Regions from separate parts of the Sus scrofa genome. Here region 1 is linked to region 2. Evidence: chromatin contacts called from public Hi-C data. All regions are on one chromosome and are shown on one strand. Each heading gives the region's core, a stretch centred on a gene start, on an enhancer-like site or on the middle of the called end of the contact. The rest is flanking DNA. Distances are from core to core; before and after follow the strand shown.

Region 1 (6,320 bases), core at 2,900-5,399, 220 kb after region 2:
CGCTCAGTGGGTTAAGGATCCAGTGTTGCCATGAGCTGTGGTGTAGGTCATAGATGCGCTCAATCCTGTGATGCTGTGGCTCTGGCATAGGCCAGTGGCTACAGCTCTGATTGGACCCCTAGCCTGGGAACCTCCATATGCCACGGGTGTGGCCCTAAAAAGACAACAACAACAACAAAAAGACAATAAAAATAGTAACAGTGCCTATGCTTTGGTCATCAAGTCATTATGGTGCTCAGATGAGCTTAGGCATAGACAGGCACCTCGTAAGGCTCCAACAAATGTGAGGGCTACTCTGTTAGCATTTGCATATGGGTGTGGAGATGGGTCCAAGTCTGCAGTAGCTCAAAATACAAATATGAGACAAACCACACAGTTTACAAGGTCCTGATCTGCACCCTCACCCCAGAACTTTGGGATGGGGCAGCTCAGTGGGGACACACACTTCAATGAGTACCCCAAGAACTCAATGAACACCCTAAGAACTGTGTGGAGGAAGTGGTGCCTAAGAGTCAGCTTCATGATAAGGGATTAGAACTTGAAAACAAAGAGGGAGATCAAGCTGGCCTGACTTTGGGGAAGGTCCAAGAAGGCAGAGAACGCATCCCCTCTGTGTAGGACATTGGTAGGTGGTTGATGAGGGCAGGACAATGTCATCAAATATCCTTCACACACACACAACCCACCCTGCCTCCATGGAATACCTCTTCTGTTTCCTAGAGAGAAAACTATCACAGAAAAAAAAAAAAAAGGCAGACAACACTTTGGGGTACCAAAAAGAGCCAGGCTGACTTAAAGCCAGACTGTCTATAGAGCAATAATGCCCTAGGAATCCAACGCTCTGTGTTCTGTCCTTGGCTCTGACACGGGGTCTGCCCCCAGTAGGTCCCAGGCAGGGAGGCGAGTGTCAAAGGACTCAAGAAGCTTGGGATTACAGATCCCTCTAAGCCAGGGAAGGCTGTGCGGGCTGACGAGGGCAGGGCATGCTGGCAGGAGCAGATGGCTTTGGAACTAGGCTCTGTAAGACCGGATGGACCTGCAGAGGCAGTGGGGTGGCAGAAGCTACCTGAGACCTGGAAACAGTCTAAGGCACATTCTTTCCTTGTTCTCTCAAATATTTATTGTGCCCTCGCTTTGTGCTGGGAACGCTGCTAGAAGAGTGAGAAGACCGTGAGGAAGCCCCTGTCACTCTCCTGGACAGTGAGGAAGGACATGTGGGCTTAGTGTTCAGGCATCCAAGAAATGTTTGTGCTATTCTGAGAATTAAGCCAAAACAAACGAAACAAAAAGCCTATAAAACAGCAGGTACCAGGCTTTGGCACTTAGTAGGATCCAAGAGTCCTGATCCTACCCTAGAAAGAAATGGGACTAAAGGGACTTCCCCAGAGGGGCTGAGACAATGAATGCTAGCAGGTGGCTATACTGTTCTGAAACATGCTAACCAAGCCATATTGAGGCTCAATTCCAGGCCTGTGAAGACCAGAACACTGCGTCCTGTTCACATGCCTGTCCTGGTGACTGGGTGTGCTGCTTCTTCCAGAATGTGCCTATGTTAGGTTGCTATTAACTAAACATTTCCAATATGGTTCTATTTTGGGTATAGCTAAAAATCACTCCAAGATACCTGACCTAGTCCTGGAGTTCACAAGCCAGGGGCCTTTTCTGTTGGCCACAATAACTTACAGGAGTTTGTGTCCAGTGGAGCTGCATGACCACTCCTAAATGTTTCTTCAGTCTGTCTCCATGGCCAAACACTATCCCACATAGACACATACTTCCCACAACCACCAAGGATTTTAACTTCATGCCTTTGTCATCTTTTCACTGTGTTTCGGCAGTTGCCTCCAAGCTGGTCCCAAGTCTCCACCTTCATTCCCACAGCACACAATCAGGTCACTGCAGAGGCTTTTTTTTTTTTCTTCTTCTGTGTTTTGTCTTTTCTAGGGCCACACCCGAGGCACATGGAGGTTCCCAGGAATCCAATCGGAGCTGTAGCTACCGGCCTAGGTCAGAGCCACGCAACGCGGCATCCGAGCTGTGTCTTCAACCTATGCCACAGCTCACGGCAACACTGGATCTTTAACCCACTGAACAAGGCCAGGGATCGAACCCACAACCTCATTGTTCCTAGTCAGATTCGTTAACCACTGAGCCACAACAGGAGTTCCTGCAGAGCCTTTTAAAAGACTCTCCAAAAGCCTTCAGAATGAGAGCCAGGCTTAGTGGAGCCATCGAAGCCTATTATGATCTGACTCAAAAATCTCCTGGCTTCCTCCCCATCCCCCACCCCTTCACTGTTCACTTAAGCCATGCTAGTCATATGTCATGGCTAACGTTTGTTGAGCCCTTCTGTGGCTGAGCTGAGTACATTCTTGTTTAATTCTCCTAACAACCCACAAGAAGGGAATTATTATACTTTATCATGAAGAAAATGAAGTTGAGAGAGTTGTGTAACCTGGTTAGAGGGATCGTTATCATCTACATCCTAAATCCATCTTGCCTTTGAAAACATATAGTGCTGTCAGATCTCCAAACTGCTGCTCATAGTCCTCCCTCTGTGGGAAACACCTGCTATTATTTTCCCTTTTGGTGAACTCCTATTCATTCTTCAAAACTCACTAATGCCCCAGTGGTCATTTCTGTGAAGGCTTTTGTGACAGCAGAGTTAAATCCCTGTACCATTGCTTTGTATGCATGAATGATGGAGCACAACTATGCACGTGGTGTGGTATTTGCTTTCAGATCTCCCCTGCTAGACTCCCAGAGATTTTTGTCTCATCTGTGTATCTTGTATCCAAGTAAACAGCAATAAAACTGAAGTGAAAATTAAAGTATGATTACTTGGAAATATTTTTTGTTACTATAATAAATATATTTATACTTCAATATTCAACACTACTGTAGTTAAGTTACAGAGCATTAAACACTGTAAGAAAGATGGGGGAGTTCCTGTCATGGCACGGTGGACACGAATCCAACTAGGAACCACGAGGTTGCGAGTTTGATCCCTGGCCTCGCTCAGTGGGTTAAGGATCCAGCATTGCCGTGAGCTGTGGTGTAGGTTGCAGATGTGGCTCAGTTCTGGCATTGCTGTGGCTGTGGTGTAGGCCGGCAGCTACAGCTCCAATTAGACCCCTAGCCTGGGATCCTCCATATGTCATGGGTTCGGCCCAAAGACAAAAAGACAAAAAGAAAGAAAGAAAGACGGCCATATTATGATAATTATGTCATAGGCCAGCTCTACATAGCTTTAGAAACAGTTCAGTTATGAAACAGTTTCATAGCATGGAAATAAATCTACAGATAAGGGAACATTAAGGGTTTATGTTTGTCTTTACAACATCACTGTATCAAAGGGCATGAACTGTTCTATTTGAGATTTGGCATATTACCCTTTGTTCAGTGTCCTTCCTGGAAGGATGTATGCCTGTTTGGTTTGCAAAAGACTGAGCTTGGAAGAGGTGAATGGGCAGGCAGTCAAACAAACAAACGAATAAAATACAAATAAAAATAAAGGCCAGGGGAGTTCCCATCGTGGCGAAGTGGTTAACGAATCCGACTAAGAACCATGAGGTGGCAGGTTTGATCCCTGGCCTTGCTCAGTGTGTTAAGGATCCGGCTTTGCCGTGAGCTGTGGTGTAGGTCACAGATGCGGCTCGGATCCCGCGTTGCTGTGGCTCTGGCATAGGCCAGCAGCCACAGCTCCGATTAGACCTCTAGCCTGGGAACCTCCATATGCCGTGGGAGCGGCCCAAGAAATGGAAAAAAGACAAAAAAATAAAAATAAATAAAAATAAAAATAAAGGCCAGGGAGTTCCCATCATGGTTCAGTGGAAACAAATCTGACTAGTATCCATGAAGACTAGAGTTCTATCCCTGGCCTCCCTCAATGGGTTAAGGATCCGGTGTTGCCGTGAGCTATGGTGTAGGTTGCAAATACAACTTGGATTCTGGGTTGCTGCAGCTGTGATGTAGGCTGGAAGCAGTAGCTCTGATTCGACCCCTAGCCTGGGAACTTCCATATGCTGTTGGTGCAGCCCTAAAAAGCAAAAAAATAAATAAATAAAAGCCAAAGCTTGAAGTGACCAGATTGACCTGCTTATACACATGTAGCAATAAAATGAGACAAGGTACACTCTGGTTATGTAACCTTCAAATTGCCACCTGTCATTGAGAAGTCAGGCAGGATGGCAAAAGAAATTCAAGTTACCCTTCATGTATGTACTTTCTGTTCCCTGCATGGGAATAATCAACCAGAGAAGGACTTAAGCCATCTTTCTGTCTTCTACCATTGTAAAGTGTAAAGAACAGCATTTGCATTTTAAAAAATTCATCAAGTATTTAGTGAAAAAGCCTGATACTGTGTAAGATGCTAGAAAGCAAGGGCACAGTTGCTGCCCCATGGGGCTCCCAAGGCAGAGGGAACCACAACCAGTTGCCTGGAAAATTTTTCATCTAAATGTAGTCAAGTGCCTGTCTGAAAAATTTCCCCTGGAATCATGGAGTGGATAATTTCAGGAGAAAATGAAATCAGCCTACGGTATTTTATAAATCCAACCGTTACTATTCATTGGAAGAACAAAATCAGCTTTTCGACAGTGGTTTTTAGAGGAAGTTTGCCTTTCTACATATTCTTTTATGGACCACACTGAAGACTCTATAACTTCTGCTTGCATTGAGCTACCTTACTTAGCAAATGCCTTTGTGAGGTTTTCAGACAATAGCTGAATCTGCTTCACCCTAGCCTCATCATGGCTTCATAAATAATTTGGATCATTCTTTCCACATGACCAAACCTGAGTCAATCAGATCATATTCTCCTGGGCACAGTGATGGGCTCAAGGTTGGGTACACCCTGTGATTCCCTCTGTTCCTGCCATCACTGGCCCACCAAGTCACTGACCCACCTTTTGGGGGAACCATTGGAAAGGACGATCCTAGGAGGCAATGAGAAGGTGTTGCAGCCATGTGACCCCACAGCCTGTGAGACTGAAGCCAAGAGAAAAGCAGCAGAACCAAAAAAAAGAGGGGGTGGTATTTCCTGTTGTGGCTCACCAGGTTACAAACCTGACTAGCATCCATGAGGATGTGAGTTCGATCCCTGGCCCCACTCAGTGGGTTAAGGTTCTGGAGTTGCCATGAGCTGTGGTGTAGGTCGTAGATGCAGGTTGGATCCCATCACATTGCTATGGCTGTGGCGTAGGCTCTGATTCGACCCCTAGCTTGGGAGCTTTCATATGCCACAGGTGCGGCCCTAAAAAGAAAAAAAAAAGAAAGGAAGTTCCCTTTGCCAAAGCCATGGTGTAGGTCACAACTGCAGCACAAGTTCAATTCCTGGCCCAGGAATTTCCACATGCAGCAGATTCAATAGAAAAGAAAGGAAAAGAAACTAGAACCAAGAAATACGGTGATTTGAAATGAAAATAGAGATTTCCTCAACTAGTGAAAGGTTTACTGTGGCTGGACTGTAAAGGGCAAGTGTCAACAGATTGAGTACAGGATAAAGGGCACTCACATAGGTTAATACAGCTGGTGTACTAGCTCTGATTCTAATGATTTATTTAGCATTTGGAATACCCTGCTCTCTGTTCAAATACTTATTACGATTCTTGGTTGTTTTAAGGCCTTTAATAGGCCTGAATAAATCTGTAAGTACTGAAAAAAAAAAAAAGAATAGAGTTAAAGCAGGTCCTAACAACATCATGTATGGACTGGATCAGGCTGTGCCTGAAGTCCGTATCCTTAAATTTTTTTAGTAATAAGTATGAAGAAGTTCCTTTTCTGGGAACTCTCTTATATTGTTGGTGGGAATATAATGCAACCACTATGGGAATCAGTATGGAGTTTTCTCAAAGAACTAAAAATGGAACTATTATACTGTCCAGCAATCCCATTCCTGAACATCTATCCAGAGAAAACCATAATTTGAAAAGATGCATGCACCCCAATGTTCACTGCAGCACTATTAACAACAGCCAAGACATGGAAGCAACCTAAATGTGCACCAACAGAGGAATGGATAAAGAAGATGTGGTACATATATAAAATGGAATATTACTCAACCATAAAAAGGAATGAAATAATGTCATGAATGGACCTGGAGATTATCATACTAAGTGAAGCTAGAAGTGAAAGACAAACATCAGGAGTTCCCACTGTAGCTCAGTGGTTAATGAACCCAACTAGTGTCCATGAGGACATGGGTTCAACCCCTGGCCTCGCTCAGTGGATTAAGGATCCGGCATTGCTTTGAGCTTTGGTGTAGGTTGCAGACGCAGCTCAAATCTGGCACTGCTGTGTCTTTGGTGTAGGGCGGCAGC
Region 2 (7,197 bases), core at 2,002-4,501:
GGTCTAATCAGAGCTGTAGCTGTCAGCCTATGCCACAGCAACATCAGATCCTTAACCCATTGAGCAAGGCCAGGGATCGAACCCACAACCTCGTGGTTCCTAGTTGGATTTGTTTCCACTGTGCCACAATGGGAACTCCCTAAACTTTTTTTTTTTTTTTTTTTTTTTTAGCTTTTTTAGGGCCACACCCACAGCACATGGAAATTTCCATCCTAGGGGTTGAATTGGAGCTGCAGGTGCTGGCCCATGCCACAGCAACACATCACAGCAATTCCAGATCACGGCCAGGGATTAAATCTCATGGATACTAGTTGGTTTCATAACCTGATCCTGATGAGCCACAACAGGGACTTCCCTGAATAAACTTTTTTTTTGGGGGGGGGTCTTTTTAGGGCCACACCACATCACAGGGAGGTTCCTAGGCTAGGTAGGGGTTGAATCAGAGTTGTAGTTGCTGACCTATGCCACAGCCACAGAAACACCCGATCTGAGCTGCGTCTGCAGCCTACACCACAGTTTACAGCAACACTGGATCCTTAACCCACTGAGCGAGGCCAGGGATCGAACCCACGACCTCACAGTTCCTAGTTGGATTGTTTCTGCTTAGCCATGACAGGAACTTCCCCAAATAAACTTTTAATAGTAAGTTTCAGGTCAGTGTTCTCATGCGGCTCAATGAGTTAAGGATTTGGTATTGTCACCAAAGTGGCTTAGGTTGCTGCTGTGGCGGGGGTTTGAACTCTGGCCTCTCATGCCAAGGGTACAGTCCAAAAAAGGCTAAAAAACAAAGTTTTGAGTGTATATTATAACCCAACATCTGTGTCCCCACACCTGAAATTAACACAACTTTGTAAGTCAACCGTATTCCAGTAAAACTAAAGACAAAACACACCTGTGTACACTACAAAGTGATTACCCTCTAAGTCCACTTGCCAATTGTTACCATACCACTGACTCCTTGTACCCCTTCCCCTATGGTAACCACCAATCTGTTCTCTGAATCTATGAGTTTTGGTTTTGTTCATTCATCTGTTGTTAAAATTACATTTATCTTTTTACCTTCTGACTTATTTTACTTAGTGTATTATCCTCAAGGTCCATCCATGTTGCTGAAAACGGCCGAATTTCACATACACATTTTTTGGGTGTCACCTGTGGCATGTGCAAGTTCCCAGTGCCAAGGAGCAAACGTGTGCCACAGCAGTGACCAGGGCCACTGCAATGACACTGCAGGATACTTAACCCACTGTGCCACAGGGAACTCCAAAATTTCATTTTTTTTCAATAGAATATACACAACACAGTTCATCCATTTTACCTATCAATGGAACCTATGGTTGTTTGCATATATTGGTTATTGTAAATAATGCTGCAGTCAACAGAGGAATAGCATACATCTTCCCAATTAGTGTTTTTATATTCTTTGGATAAATACCGAGCAGTGCAATAGCTGGATCATTTGGTAGTTCATCTTTGGAGAAAACATTCATACTGTTTTCCATAGTGGCTGCACCGATATACCATCCCAACAATATACAAAGGTTCCCCTTTCTTTACATTCTCTTCAACATGTTGTCATCTTTTATTTGTTTTAGAGCCACCCTCAAGGCATATAGCAGTTCCCAGGCTAGGGGTCAAATCGGGAACTGTAGCTGCTGGCCTAAGCCACAGCCACAGCCACAGCCACTCAGGATCTGAGCCGTGTCAGCAATCTACACCACAGCTCGTGGCAACACTGGATCCTTAACCCAATGAGCAAGGCCAGGGATCCAATCTACGTCCTCATGGATGTTAGATTCATTAACCACTGAGCCACAACAGGAACTCCTTATCTGTCTTTCTGATATTAGCCATTCTAACTGTGAGAGGTTATCTCGTAGAGCTATCAGTTATGAGGTGCTACCTCACTGTGGTTGTGATTTGCATGTCTTTAATAATTACTGATGTTGAACATCTTTCTAAATGCTTGCTGGATAGCTGTATGTCTTGTTTGGGAAAATGTCTATTAAATCCTCTCATTATTCAACTGAGTTGTTGTTATTGAGTTGTATGAATTCTTCATTTACTTTGGATATTATCCGATATGTGATTTGCAAATATATTCTCCCATTCACTAGGTTTGTCTTTCCATTTTGTTGATCGTTTTCTTTCCTGTATCTTTAGTTACTTAAAAATATTAAACTTAAAAAAAAAAAAAAAAGGAACCTACCTTCGCCCTTTCTTTTGTTAACCGTGGCCATGACTGGCCAGATTCTCCTTTTCGTAAACAACATAAAATTGATCTGTCCGTTCTTTTATGCTTGGAATCCTAAAAACAAAAATAAGACACCATGGCTCATGGAATGCCAGATACTTAACCTACTTTGAGGCTTATGGATCAAATCCGCATCATGATGATACTAGTTGAATTCATTTCCACTGTGCCACAATGCAAACGCCTCTCCTACTTTTTTACCCTATACTTTCTCTAAACCCTGAAACACCTCTACACTACTAGAGATTTCAGAGGCTATCCAATTGCAAGGAAATCACCACTTTTCCCTTACCTGCACAGGTTAATAAAACCTTAGAAAAATTAACTCAATATGGTAAAATCGTAAAACATACTTAGATGTGCCTATATTTAAATAAGACAAACCCCAAGAGTACTACCCTTATATCAACTACACCCCAATCTAAAAAAAAGGTAGTTAGAATGGGGAAAATAATGCAAGATATATAATTACACTTAGCCTCTGAACTGTTAAAAAATTCAGTGCTTATCTCTAATAATGAGTATTTAAATTATGTCCATTTCCTCACAGTTTAAACTGGGACTAAAGAGCAAGACTACTTACATTTGGATCAATACAGTGAAAAAGATCAATTTCATTTAAATGTTTAAAATTATCACTTCCTCCAAGACAACTGTACAAAAAAAAAAAAAAAAAAAAAGGAAAAAAAATTAGCCTCTTCAAAAAGATGTATTAGCAGTAACTTCAGCAAACAAAAACAAGCAAACCAAAGTTACTTAAGTTGTGTGAAACTAGCTTCTTTAGTCAATGGTGTAAATAATAATTTACCTGAATGTAAGCTTGGACTTTTCAAAATTTACATTAACATCTTTACTGTCTTCAACACAAAATTCAATGAAGACATAGTCCCTTCGATCGTACCACTTTGCAGAAGCAGGCTGCCTACAAAGAGATAAAATTAGACAAAGGTAAGCTGGAATTCACTAACTGAATGTTTACATAACCCTCACAATTTAGCATGTGAGTAAAGTACTTCTGTGTGCCATCACAGCATTGATTATTTCCAGGCAGTTTATTACAATTTCAAATGTAAACTAGGGAGTTCCCGTTGCGGCCCAGTGGAAATAAATCTGACTGGGAACCACAAGGTTGTGGGTTTGATCCTTGGCTTTGCTCAATGGGGTAAGCTCCGGTGCTGCGGTGAGCTGTGGTGTAGGTCAAAGACCCAGCTCATATCTGTTGTTGCTGTAGCTGTGGTGTAGCCTGGCAGTTGCAGCTCTGATTTGACCTGTAGCCTGGGAGCCTCCATATGCCTTGGGTGCGGCCCTAAAAAGGGGAAAAAAAAAAGTAAACTACATTTTACCCTACATTTGCATTCCAAGCTGAAATTACCAACCCAAAGGAGTAGAAGTTTAAAGTCCCAAAACTGCAGCCAACTTCTAATTGCTCAACAACATTTTTACATGACTGTTAAACTTGACTAGCCATACTCTACTCTGGAACACTGCTATCATATCTGAAGTTAAAAATTAGAGAAGGCAAGAAGATCCTGTTACGGCTCAGCGAGTATGAAGCCTTGAGATGCGAGTTCAGTCCCCCAGCCTCGCTCAGTGGGTTAAGGGTTAAGGATCTGGCATTACCACAAATGCAGCTTGGATCTTGCATTGCTGTGGGTGTAGTGTAGGCCGGCAGCTGCAGCTTTGATTCTACCCCTAGCCTAGGAAGTTTCATATGCTGTGGGTGCAACTATAGAAAAAAGAAAAAGAAATAGAAATGGTAATCTCCAACGTTAACCAGATAATCCCATCCTTAAAAAGCACTACTAACAATAACAAAAAATGGCAATGAACACACCAGGGCCAAAATACTACTTAATTCCAACTAAAAGGAAATACCTATAGAGAAACTGTAGACTCTAGCTCCAAGCTTGGGACAGCTCTCAGTGTAGATGAAGCTATTTATTAGAAACAAGATCAGGAGGCAACAATTAAGAGTCTCGGAGTTCCCATCATGGCTCAGTGGTAACGAATTGGATTAGGAACCATGACGTTGCGGGTTTGATCCCTGGCCTTGCTCAGTGGTTAAGGATCCGGCATTGCTGTGAGCTGTGCTTTAGGTCGCAGACGAGGCTCAGATCTGGTGTTGTGGCTGTGGCGTAGGCTGGCAGCAACAGCTCCAATTAGACCCCTAGCCTGGGAACCTCCATATGTCGCAGGTGCGGCCCTAGAAAAGGCAAAAAGACAAAAAAAATAAAAAAAATAATTAGGAAAAAAGAGTCTCTCTTTCCTTGGCTATTACGATTTGGACAATTTGAAACAATAACTGCAAATTGATCAAAATAGTTGAAACTCTCTGGGTTTCTATTAATTAAAAATGCAGGAGTTCCCGTCGTGGCGCAGTGGTTAACGAATCCGACTAGGAACCATGAGGTTGCGGGTTCGGTCCCTGCCCTTGCTCAGTGGGTTAACGATCCGGCGTTGCCATGAGCTGTGGTGTAGGTTGCAGACGCGGCTCGGATCCCGCGTTGCTGTGCCTCTGGCGTAGGCCGGTGGCTACAGCTCTGATTCAACCCCTAGCCTGGGAACCTCCATATGCCGCGGGAGCAGCCCAAGAAATAGCAACAACAACAACAACAAAAGACAAAAAGACAAAAGACAAAAAAAAATAAAAATAAAAAAAAAAAAAATAAAAATGCATAGGGAGTTCCTGCGGCAGCTCAGGAGGAACAAACCTGAGCAGTATAAATGAGGATGTGGGTTGGATCCCTGGCCTCATTTTGTAGTTTGGGGATCTGGAGCTGCCACAAGCTTTGACACAGGCTGCAGACGAATTTTGGATCCTGCGGCTGTCGCCCACAGCTGCAATTCTGATTCAACCCCTAGAATCTGTGAACCTTTATATGCCACGGGTGAGGCCCTAGAAAGCAAAACACACACACACACACACAAAAGCTCTTTTGTGGTACAGAAATTAAGGCAGCAATGACACCAGCTCCTTAACCCACTGAGCCACTAGAAAATTCCTCATACTTAAAAAAAAAAAAAAAAAAAAAAAGTTACTGGCGTTCCCATCGTGGCTCAGTCGTTAACGAATCCGACTAGGAACCATGAGGTTGTAGGTTTGATCCCTGGCGTTGCTCAGTGGGTTAAGGATCTGGCGTGGCCGTGAGCTGTGGTGTAGGCTGCAGATGCAGCTCGGATCCCCAAGTTGCTGCGGCCGTGGTGTATGCTGGTGGCCACAGCTCCGATTCAGCCCCTAGCCTGGGAACCTCCATACGCCTGAGTGCGGCCCCAGAAGAGATGAAAAAAAAAAAAAAAAAAAAAACCCAAAAAACAAACACAAGAATGTGAGACAGATTATTTGCAGCCTATAAAGCCTAATATTTACTAAGTGACCTCAAACTAATAAAAAACCTAAAAAATATAGGTGTTTCTTCTGTGGAGCAGTGGGTTAAGGATCCAGCATTGCTACAGATGTGGCATAGGTCACAGCTGTGCTGGGATTCAATCCCTGGCCCAGGGAACTTCCACTTGCTGTGCACGAGGCCAAAGAAAACAAAAACTTTCTATTAATAGAAAGTCTGATTTAGCTTTAGCTCCTTAACTATGTTCACTTTATCTCTTGCTTTATACAAACATTTGTAAAAATCCTAACTACTGTTCAGGTCTGTCAATTCATTTTATTTTTTTGGTCACACCTGTGCCACCCAGTGACCCAAGCTGCTGCAGTGACAATGCCAGAGCCTTAACTGGCTGCACCACAAGAGAACTTCTGAATTCATTTGATTTATTTTTTTTTTTTGTCTTTTTGCTTTTCTAGGGCTGCTCCCGTGGCATATGGAAGTTCCCAGGGTAGGGGTCTAATCAGAGCTGTAGCCACCGGCCACAACCACAGCAGATCCGAGCCGTGTCTGCAACCTACACCACAGCTCACAGCAACGCTGGATCCTTAACCCACTGAGCAAGGTCAGGGATCAAACCCGCAACCTCATGGTTCCTAGTCGGATTCCTTAACCACTGAGCCATGATGGGAACTCCCCTGAATTCACTGTAATAGTAACCCACCTACAGATGCAAAAACTTTACCTCTGCATCCATTAGGTGAATAGGACACTACCTAAAGCAAAAAATACCCAAGAAATCCCACTGTGGGACATTGATAGTTCTTCTAATAATTACTTCTAAGCTCAACTTTAGGGTTATGTCTATTCAAGCAACTAAATTTTGTATAACCTAAAATTCTCTTAGTTTGTCTCAAAAAGACAGAATGGAAACCACATTTGCTCCCAAATATTGTGTTTTTATTTTAGGTCCCACTGATGGCACACAGAAATTTCTGCACCAGGCTAGAGACTGAATCCAAGCCACAGCAGCAGCAATACCGGATCTTCTAACCCGCTGTGCTGGGCCAGGGATTGAATCCGTACCTCCTTGACCTGAGCTGCAGTCGTGTTCTTAACCTAATGTACACGGCAGGAACTCCACAAATACCATTTTCAACAAACAGAACTTGGTGGGGTTTATCTTTCATTTGTAGAAAACCAAAAGCACCCCTCACTTTAAAAAAAATGGATGCACCAGTACAATGATCTGAATGCATGCCACCCCTTCCCCCCAAATGCATGCCCTCTAATACTCAATGTGATGGTATTAGAAGGTAGAACCTTTGGAACATACTTAGGTCATGAGAATAGAATCCTCATAAATAATATTTCATTGTAAGAGAGGCTCCAAAAGACCTCTAAAGCCCCTTTCACTGCTATGAGGACACAGCAAGAAGCTATGAATCAGGATGTGGGCCCCTTCACCAGCCTGCAGCAAACAGTGGACAATAAACTGTTGTTGATAAACTACCCTGCAACTATTTTGTTACAGTAACCCAAACAGACTAAAACAACCAGCAAAGCTAAATGGAAAAAATTTGCTAAGTAACATTTCCCAGTTACTGTAATTCTTCTAATAGT

What was found. A called contact is a pair of places that touch in the nucleus more often than the background predicts.
Region 1: a contact with region 2 is called in a Hi-C map of liver, with 3 times the contacts expected there. The contact joins two enhancer-like sites. A contact is called at or near these places in 2 of 47 Hi-C or Micro-C datasets (both in liver).

What each region holds. Positions count from the first base shown.
Region 1 is chr5:22,229,637-22,235,956 of Sscrofa11.1, forward strand. The region is part of intron 3 of SDR9C7 (short-chain dehydrogenase/reductase family 9C member 7); the gene reads right to left. Among named protein-coding and RNA genes, the nearest start is that of SDR9C7, 19 kb to the right of the region's middle. Within about 2 kb of position 4,150, at least 2 of the 83 cell types and tissues checked have an H3K27ac peak or open chromatin away from gene starts, as enhancers often do. A contact at or near this core is called in liver, where this site is marked.
Region 2 is chr5:22,006,575-22,013,771 of Sscrofa11.1, forward strand. PTGES3 (prostaglandin E synthase 3) reads right to left here. Exons shown (of 8, transcript XR_002344304.1): 2 at 3,063-3,176; 3 at 2,838-2,907; 4 at 2,210-2,308. Among named protein-coding and RNA genes, the nearest start is that of PTGES3, 13 kb to the right of the region's middle. Within about 2 kb of position 3,252, at least 1 of the 83 cell types and tissues checked has an H3K27ac peak or open chromatin away from gene starts, as enhancers often do. A contact at or near this core is called in liver, where this site is marked.